3 separate regions of the Bombyx mori genome follow, and all the other regions are linked to region 1. The links are chromatin contacts, called in public Hi-C maps. All regions are on one chromosome and are shown on one strand. Each heading gives the region's core, a stretch centred on a gene start, on an enhancer-like site or on the middle of the called end of the contact. The rest is flanking DNA. Distances are from core to core; before and after follow the strand shown.

Region 1 (2,880 bases), core at 249-2,748:
GAAATTAATTTAAGGTGCCACTAAAGACTCGAGATTACTAAACAATCAGTGGCGGGAGGTGTTAAACGATCGTAAACGTCAACTTAACGATTTGTACGCTCGTAAATTTGTCGTAAAACAAATATGTATGTAATTGTAAACTTGAAAATTTTCGGCTTCTGTTTATATCGATAATTGATTTTTTTTATATAATCATGAATCTTGATATGATTAATTAAATAATGAGTGTTTTTTTTTAATTGCCATAATTACCCTGTAGGTAATTTTTTTTATTGCTCTTGTAGGCAGACCAGCATACGGCCCACCTGATGGTAAGTGGTTGCCGTCGCCCATGGACTTCAGCAATGCCAGGAGCAGGCCAAGACGCTGCCTATCGAATCACTATTGCCTAATTATTATTTTGGTAATGAATTTGTATGTAATACTTTTCTTTTGTTTTTGTTTAAGCGTTCTGTTATTTAAAATACCCGTAATACCTTAAAACGTCCTAAAACATATCGAAAGTATTTTTTTTTTTATTGAAAACAGATATTGAATTATTAGAGCACAGAAGAAATTAGGTAAAAAATGCGCACACGCAGCTGAATAGTGCCATCTGCCGCTGAGTAGTGAAACTCTTACACGTAAGTATGGCGCAACTTTGTTTGCAAAAATTAAATACTATAGTCTGCTTCTTTTAAGTAAGAGAAATTAGATGTGAAAAAACCTAAAGAATTTTCAACAAATTTTAAGAACAAATTAGCTGGAAAATTAAAATTAATCTAACCCTAAGTGTTAACCTTGCCTACCTATTAATATTTATAGCAAGATTAACAAACACCATTAGATTTGATTTACAGTATTTTAAAATAATTTTTAAATTTTCAGACCCAAATATTCAAATAAACGAATGCGAGAAATTCAAAAAGTCGGCCTCAAGATGGTGAGGGCCATTACCACACTAGTTGATTCACTTTAATTACAGTAAGCATTATTAATTAATTACTTATTAATTTTAAATAGTGAACAGCACTTAGAAAAGTAAAATGAAAAATACGGCATATTGAAAGATAAAACAAATATTTATGTTTCAAGTTGCATTATTATATATTCAATCGAATGCGCCTTGTGCCTTGCTCAGTAGACAGAGTGTCGTCCATCTGAATCTTTATAGTCTCTCAAACCGTCACTTGATCTTATAAAGTTATTTGTCCCATAAAATAACAGCTGATCGCCATGATTACGCGTAATACGAGCAAACTCATAATTTTACAGCCAATTTACAAACAATAAAAGTCGTACTCTTGTCTTACACGCCCAACCCCCGGATATCTCCATATTCGACCGACGAAGGTCATAACTCGTAACTTTTATAACCCAATAAAACCATAAACCTCCGGGCTTGGGAACTCGAGTTGTCAAGTCATGCCTTACGTTATAGATGTCGCTTATTGCGTGTGACGCCATCTGTGAGCGAATACCTGAATCTCTTTATGAGCCATTTGAGATCATCACATCGTAAACTTGATGTTTTATTACTTCGTTTGAGGCCGCTAGTGCTGCATTTTCAACTGTTCTTTCAATGTTTACTATTAGACCTTTTCACCTCAACTTCGTCATACTATTCAAAATAGAAATAATAAAATACATTTAAATAAGGTTGGATATACGTGTAGTTCCTTGAGATTAATTAAAGTAAAAATTAATAAATGTACAGGAATGAAAAATAAGAAAATTACCCTAAGGCTTTAAATAATTTACAGTGCTATAAAACATACCATCTGTAAATTGCATCATAAACAACCCGATTTGTTAGTCAACCTTCAGTCTAACAAGAAATATTTCCCTCGCTTTTTTCAATAAGTGCCGTGCCATTTTTTTTGTGACGTTACTAAACTTTTATTACAGCGCCATCTACACAAAACTGGATGAACTGTTTCGATTGTAAGGCTTGTGATGATTTTTAAAATCATTTTGAATATTATGTATTCTTAAAAATCTTCCTTCGTGATTAATATAAATATATTATATGCTCTAAATACAGTTTGGTTTTAAGAAAAAATGTTGGGTGCTACGTTCAAAATCCGGAATCAAAATATCACAGACCGTAGAAATGTCAACTTTTCACGACAATAGATGACGCTACTTGATTTCTAAAGTTCAAGATTCTTTACAATTCGTACTGTCAGATTAATTATTAAACTTAGTTAAAACGGAAATCGCTAGACTTCCGCTTATACGATCGACGGCCTACAAGATTTTGATTAAATTTATTAAAATTAATTTAAAAATGTTTTGCTGCTTATTAACTCACTAGCGACCCGCCCTCGCTTCGCTTCGGAAACGTTAAAACACACATGAAACAAAAAAAAAAAAATATTTTTATTTTTTTTAAAAGTAGCCTATGTTCATCAGGGACAATGTCGGCTTCTAATGGAAAAAGAATTTTTCAAATCGGTCCAGTAGTTTCGGAGCCTATTCGAAACAAACAAACAAACAAATCTTTCCTCTTTATAATATTAGTATAGATATTAGTATAGATAAATGTGATAGACAATAGTAAAAATTACCTACATTTTTATAATTCATAAATTAAGTCGTAAGGTCAATCCGAATATATCCGAATCAAGTGTCCTACCAATAGACTTACGACCTATTGGTTCTTAATCCACTTACATAATTAGAAGCAGACTATAAAGTACCAACTATAACTAAATATTACGTATTTATGACCAATATTGGGCCTTGAAAACGCAAAGGATGAAAATGCGCACAAAGATACCTTAGAACCTCAATTACATAAGTAGGCATAAGCTATTTTTTATGTAAATAAAATGTAATAAATACGATGTGTCATTTACTAACACTATTTATTTATTTAATTAGTTCGTTAAGCATACC
Region 2 (2,893 bases), core at 191-2,690, 290 kb before region 1:
CACATAAATTAAATTGCTAAATACCTTCACGCACTATTAATTTAGACGCTGTCAAAACTGACAAGGGTTAAGCTATGCGATTAAGGAATTATATAAAATTTAACAGAAATACGCAGCTATCTATCTACCTTGTTAAATTAATAACTTTCTGCAATTCATGCTTACTACAGTTTTGAAGATAATCCCAACACATGTGTCATAGTCCTTTCTTCAGACTCCAAGGAATCATCATTCCTGGAAATCCCTGAAAACGAGTAAATTTTTCAACTACTTAATGTTCAACTGAAAAATAAATGAGCGAAACAGCAAATTTCGAGAGCTGGCTTCTTTTTTAAGGTTAGCGACATTATATAGTTAATGGGTATGTACGGCTGGTATGCATGTAATAAGTAAGTAACTAGGTATTATCTACACATAAAAAAAATTAAGACCATCCTAAGCATTTCATTTTATGCTACATCCTCAACATGTCTACAGTAAGTAGCAAAACGATTATCTCCAACTTTGGACAATCTTTTGAAGACAGTTAATAAATTTTACCCAAATTAAGTTGCCTCACAAAACTTGTTTTGAATACAGCACCATCTACCGCAGTACCTTTGAACTAAATTACTTATTTGTTTGATTTTTTAACTTGAAAGTCCTGACCTCTATTGGTGAGTAGTATATTCCATTCTTTTGTTGACAAGAAATAAATATTTTTACTTTTCAATAATAGATGGCAAAGTCTAAATCTTATTTCGTAAAATCAGAATGATTTTCATAATTCATTGCTGTAAATGATTTAAAATTGTAAGAAACTTCTCCGGAGATTTCTTAATCGGGCATTTTGTTTAATGGTTTTGTCAATTTTTAATCGAGAATAACGTAATTGTTATTACCTAAAGTATTATGTCACCTTACGGTTAGAAGGAAAGGAAAAAATGTCTATTTAATACAGTTATGTTCTTATGAAAACAACAAGTGTAACCCGAATAGTATAATAATTCATAGTTGTAGAAGTAATTTTTTTTACTTTTCTTTTGTTTTGAAACACCTGCGACCACTGTCATGACCTTCTTATTGTTAATTTATACGGTATGTCTGAGCATTGCTCAGCTATTTACATAACCTATTATCCAATATTACTAATTGAATTATAAATTAACAAGCTAGATAATTAAAAAAATGGATTAGACTTAAAACCAAAAGAGTATTTGTTTAAAAAAAAAAGCAATTCTAAAGAAATTCAAATGTAGATTCTCGTAGAAACACTGGCTGGTTAGAAGACAAAAAACTCTATCGATAGGCATAGATCGAGGAAAGCGTCCATAGATACTTTTTGCGAGATTTTTTCGACGTTATTATTATGAGAAAAAAATTGCAAAGTCAGTAGAGCGGAACGTGGGGTGGGGGCATGACGAGGGTTCCCCGGTTTGATTGAAGCGAAGAGGTGGGGGGCGGGGCGGTGACGTCACGCTCCTATAATGGGCCGTGGCATGCAGTGATGGCCGCCGTTTATCAACAATAAGTGTTAGCTCTTTGCACTTGGACTATTTTCATGATTATTGATGCGATGTTAAAAGATTCAGATACATATTCTGGGAAGTTTCCGTTTCGGCTTATGATCCATTTAAATTTAGTTAATCATTTACGTTAAAAAGTTTATAAAGCATCCAATAAATTAGTAAGTAGGTAATTAGTTAATGAGTCTGATAAATTATTATAGTATGTAGTGTACTTTACGAGCAATTTCGTCTTTACGAAATTTCTTTTTAGAGTCGCAGTATTTTAAATGTACCTATATATATATATATATATATATATAAAAATAAATTGCTGTTCGTTAGTTTCGCTAAAACTCGAGAACGGCTGGACCGATTTGGCTAATTTTGGTCTTGAATTATTTGTGAAAGTCCAGAGAAGGTTTGGAAGGTAGATAAATATGAAAATGCTCAGAATTAAATAAAAATAACAATTTTGTTTATCCTTTGACGTGTCCCCCGCCGGACGGATTCCTTTTGTTTGTTTTAAGTTTATTTTTATACAAAAGTTTAGGTCTTTTATTTATCGATTGAGGCACTACGAAGTCTGCCGGGTCAGCTAGTTTTAAATAAATTTAGGATTTCTTTGCCCGATATTCTTCAATATATTCCCTAAAAAAATACACTCAGCGCGTTTATTTTTTTCGCAGGTACCACAGCAACGGCCGAGCCGGCGGTTTTCTAGCAAACATAAAATCGATTAATTCAAGCTTTCGAAATTCGATGGAATACCCGAGATTTAATCGGGTACACACGATTACAAATGTAATTATTAAGGTGGAAACGTTGGTAACATTACAAAAATCGTGTAGCCGTTGCGTGCGGCGGGGCGGATCGGTTCGCGTGATGTTGCGCCGTTACTGCCGCCTCGCGAGCACATCACTAGCAACGCCTATTGCTAGATGGTTGGTTGTTAGAATAGCTATTTTTTTTCCACAACCATTGCAGATTACCATAGCAACGCCTATTCGTTTTGTATTAACTAAGACTCGGTGTAATCTTCGCGTTAATTTGCAATATGTACCTAATGCATAGCTAGATAATGTCATTTGTTTTTTTTTTTGAAACTATTTTCTAAGCGTTTGTTTATTACGAAACAGGAATGTTGTTATTACGAAACATTTTTATACCATTGTAATTTTGTTTCATTTATAAGTCGGCAGGGCATAAAACTTAAAAGTTAGGATGCCAAAAATTATTGGTCAAAAGCTATATATGAATAGCAATTTCTTAGGCCACAGCAAACTCTCTGAAAGAATTCAGGCCTCTATTACTTTGATTTGCTTAAAACCTTTTTAATTCGAGTCGTTTTTAGTTAAATATACCAAGAGATGATGAAAGTTTTACAATTACTACTGGTGGTAGGACCT
Region 3 (3,201 bases), core at 692-3,191, 430 kb after region 1:
TGGTGGTAACCCGTGCGGAGTCACAAGACATCCTACCACCGCCATTAGCCTCACTAGGTGTAAATATTAGGGTAAATACATTGTTTCTTTCTTTCAATATTTTTTTCTAAGTGCTGAGACCAAAGTATGTGGTTTTTCAAGTTTAATAGGGTAAAATGATTTTATTGAATGATTTTAAAATGATTTACCTTGTTGAATTTGATACGTTGTCATATTTTTAATGTGTGACTACACCAAAGGCTTTTTTTAAATTATTTCTAATAAATAAAAAAAAAACTGTTAAGATACTAGTTTATAATAATAGCACTTAATATGCAATATTTTATGGAATAAAATATAAATTCATGATTTTATTAAATCTTAAAATGCCACCCGTGTTTGATATTATTCAAAAAATAAATATAAACGCATTTATGAATTTGTGAGAGCCATTTATGATAAGCGTTTGTTTTATATAATGAAACTTTTATTAAAATTAAGTAATAAATTATATTGAACGAGTACTTTAATTGTTACTCTATATTCAAAATGGCGTTCAAATTAGTGTTTTTTAACTAAAAAAACAGGATGTTTATTCCTATCACTATAATCTCGGTGGTAACGAATCGATAAAGTTAACTGTACTAAATGTTCAGTGTTATCTAAACCTAAAATCTTAAAACTAATTAAAACTACCTACACAGTTTAATCTTGTGTTCATTATTTTCATTCTTTGTCTTTAGGTAGTTTCTTCATTATCTATTATTTGTTGTTATTAGTAATACTTTGTTATTAATGATATATTTTAAATGTGATATTCCAGTGAACTTATACCTTACTTATGCCTTTTCAAATAGGTAATGATTTACGTTCAAGCCCTAAACATGATACAACTCTATCTTGTATTTATTAAGCCATATAAGATTATTTTATGAGTATTATGTTAATATTATGTTGTATTATAAAGAAGCACAATAAACATAATGTTTAGGATTCATTAAAGTAACGTAAATTTTAGGGGGAGTAATATTCTTACGTTTTTTTAAGGAAATCCGTAGACACCATATCACATACATTGCCAGACACCTGGAGACATGAGATTCCATTGTATTACTACTGTCCTAAATTTTAATCTGAAATGCAAAAGTGCTTTGCAACAGATATGTGCACCACGTATCCTTAGCGCCATTACGAAAGCTTGTACGAAAAGGAATTAAATATCCCAAGCCGACGGTGATAGTTTTTTGTATATAATTTTCGTTTTTCGCTGACCAAGTAAGAAGGAAGCGTTTCTTCCTACTCCAAAGAAATTATGCAGAACCAAATTAAAACTATTTTATGCTGGAAATAAATCACAGTTTACTGTCTCTGAGATCGTTATTAATAGACAAACAGTTTTATGAACGCTTGACTTACCGAGCTAATAGGCGGTTCACACGCAACATAAAACAATAACCTGTACCAGTGCCACGTGTTTTGATACGGTAAAATCGCTACTGCTTCTATAAGTGTGCTATTGAATTTTTCACTTTAAATCAGTATTGTATTTAAAACAGTAACCAAGGAAAAACTGAAAAATAACCTTAACAATAAATATGTGCGTAGTATTTGATAACCGTGTGTATAATTTGGAATTTTTGTGAACGACAATAAACTAACAAGGGCTGAAATAGTAAAGGAGAATGCGTTACTTTTCTGGGACACAGCGACACCCTCTTTCCATTATAATCCCATTGGAAACAGCTGACTCCTTCATAATTTATTATATCTATGGTATCGCCATCTAGTGTTAAGCAGTGGAACTACTTGACAATTAGCGCCATCTGTTTTGTCTTCAAGGTAGCTCTGTGAGCTGCACAACTACATACGCAAATGCTTTCTTCTCGGTCTCTCTACAGAGTTATAAGCGAGATGCATGATCTGTGCAAGATGTCTTCTAAATGACCTTTTAAAATACACGATGCTGATTGGCTGGCGGAATACTGGATGAACTAGTTTCTACAGTTTTGTACCAATCATGTCGTGTCAGGCGTACGAAGAACAGTCGGCCATGCGATTTCAGGCGGGGTTTGTATAAAGAACCTCCTTTATATTCCTGACGTATGCAGTCATTTTAGTTATGGCTGATGGCGTAGGACTACGTGTATTCATGAGAAATCTGCTGATTCTGCCCTAAGGCAGTAATAAAATTTCAGAAGAATTACACCAAAATGTTTTACGATGAATAACTAATATTGTAGGCTGAGATTTAAACTTTCACATACAAATATATACAAACAACACTGTACACACTAGCACTAAAATAACACTAATACAACATAAACAATAATACATCACTAAGCATTGTCACATTGACAGCAATTTTAAAGTTGTTGTCTTGAATTCAAAAGGAAAATCAAAAATTCAGATACATAAAAACCTTATAGCCGTCGGAAGACTAAACGGCTGCAGTTATGAACACCGTTAAAATTAACGCCAATACTATTAACAAAACAACCATCCAGTCCGAAATCAAAATACAACTGAAATTGCCTTTAAAATATAGAACATAAAATCTATTGAGAATAAATTAATTATAATGTAGTTTTTTTTATGTTCAATAAACAGCCGTGAAGAAAACGTTCCGCGTGATCAACGGACATCTGAAAGACGATAGCTTTGATATGCGCTTTAAGTCTGCGGTTTTGTGAGCTTCGCTTCATTTATTCAATCCAGAGCGGTTTCAATGCGTTATAAATTAAACATACAACGATAAAACAGAGATTTGATGTATTCTAAATCGTTCTTTATTTAATTAACATAACTATCAATATGTAAAGTAAATAATGAGGTGAATCTCTGACAGAATTTCAAACGAACAAATGTTTGTCGGCGCCGAGCGGAAGGCAGATTAAGCGTTTCACGTTATATTAGAATAGAAACATTAAGATAGGTGACTTAAAAATATGTTAATTTCTGTGTTATCCTTTTCAGAAGAATAATTTACTCAAATCGATTCAATATAAAGGTCAATATGAAGCTCACATAAATAATTATGTGTAATTAAGATGTAGTTAAGATACCTACATTATGTACAACTGCTTACTTCGTCCACTTACCTAGTTTTATGAGGCCTTCGAAACCGGGGAATACAAACAAGGCTTGATTTTTTCCAAATCGGTAATAGATCTCAGATTTAACTGTATTAGAACGGTAGCTAATTTAAGTATCAAACAGATACTT

The links. A called contact is a pair of places that touch in the nucleus more often than the background predicts.
Region 2: a contact with region 1 is called in a Hi-C map of whole pupa, with 5 times the contacts expected there. The contact joins two enhancer-like sites. A contact is called at or near these places in 5 of 7 Hi-C or Micro-C datasets (midgut, posterior silk gland, an unstated tissue and 1 more).
Region 3: a contact with region 1 is called in a Hi-C map of posterior silk gland, with 3 times the contacts expected there. The contact joins two enhancer-like sites. A contact is called at or near these places in 2 of 7 Hi-C or Micro-C datasets (middle silk gland and posterior silk gland).

Annotation. Positions count from the first base shown.
Region 1 is chr6:5,982,718-5,985,597 of ASM3026992v2, forward strand. It overlaps a transcript of Ubx not described here. Among protein-coding and RNA genes, the nearest start is that of LOC119628629, 47 kb to the right of the region's middle. Within about 2 kb of position 1,499, at least 8 of the 8 cell types and tissues checked have open chromatin away from gene starts, as enhancers often do.
Region 2 is chr6:5,692,176-5,695,068 of ASM3026992v2, forward strand. The region is part of intron 1 of LOC692747 (antennapedia homologue protein); the gene reads right to left. Among protein-coding and RNA genes, the nearest start is that of LOC692747, 14 kb to the right of the region's middle. Within about 2 kb of position 1,441, at least 7 of the 8 cell types and tissues checked have open chromatin away from gene starts, as enhancers often do.
Region 3 is chr6:6,415,425-6,418,625 of ASM3026992v2, forward strand. No RefSeq gene overlaps it. Among protein-coding and RNA genes, the nearest start is that of Miriab-8, 49 kb to the left of the region's middle. Within about 2 kb of position 1,942, at least 8 of the 8 cell types and tissues checked have open chromatin away from gene starts, as enhancers often do.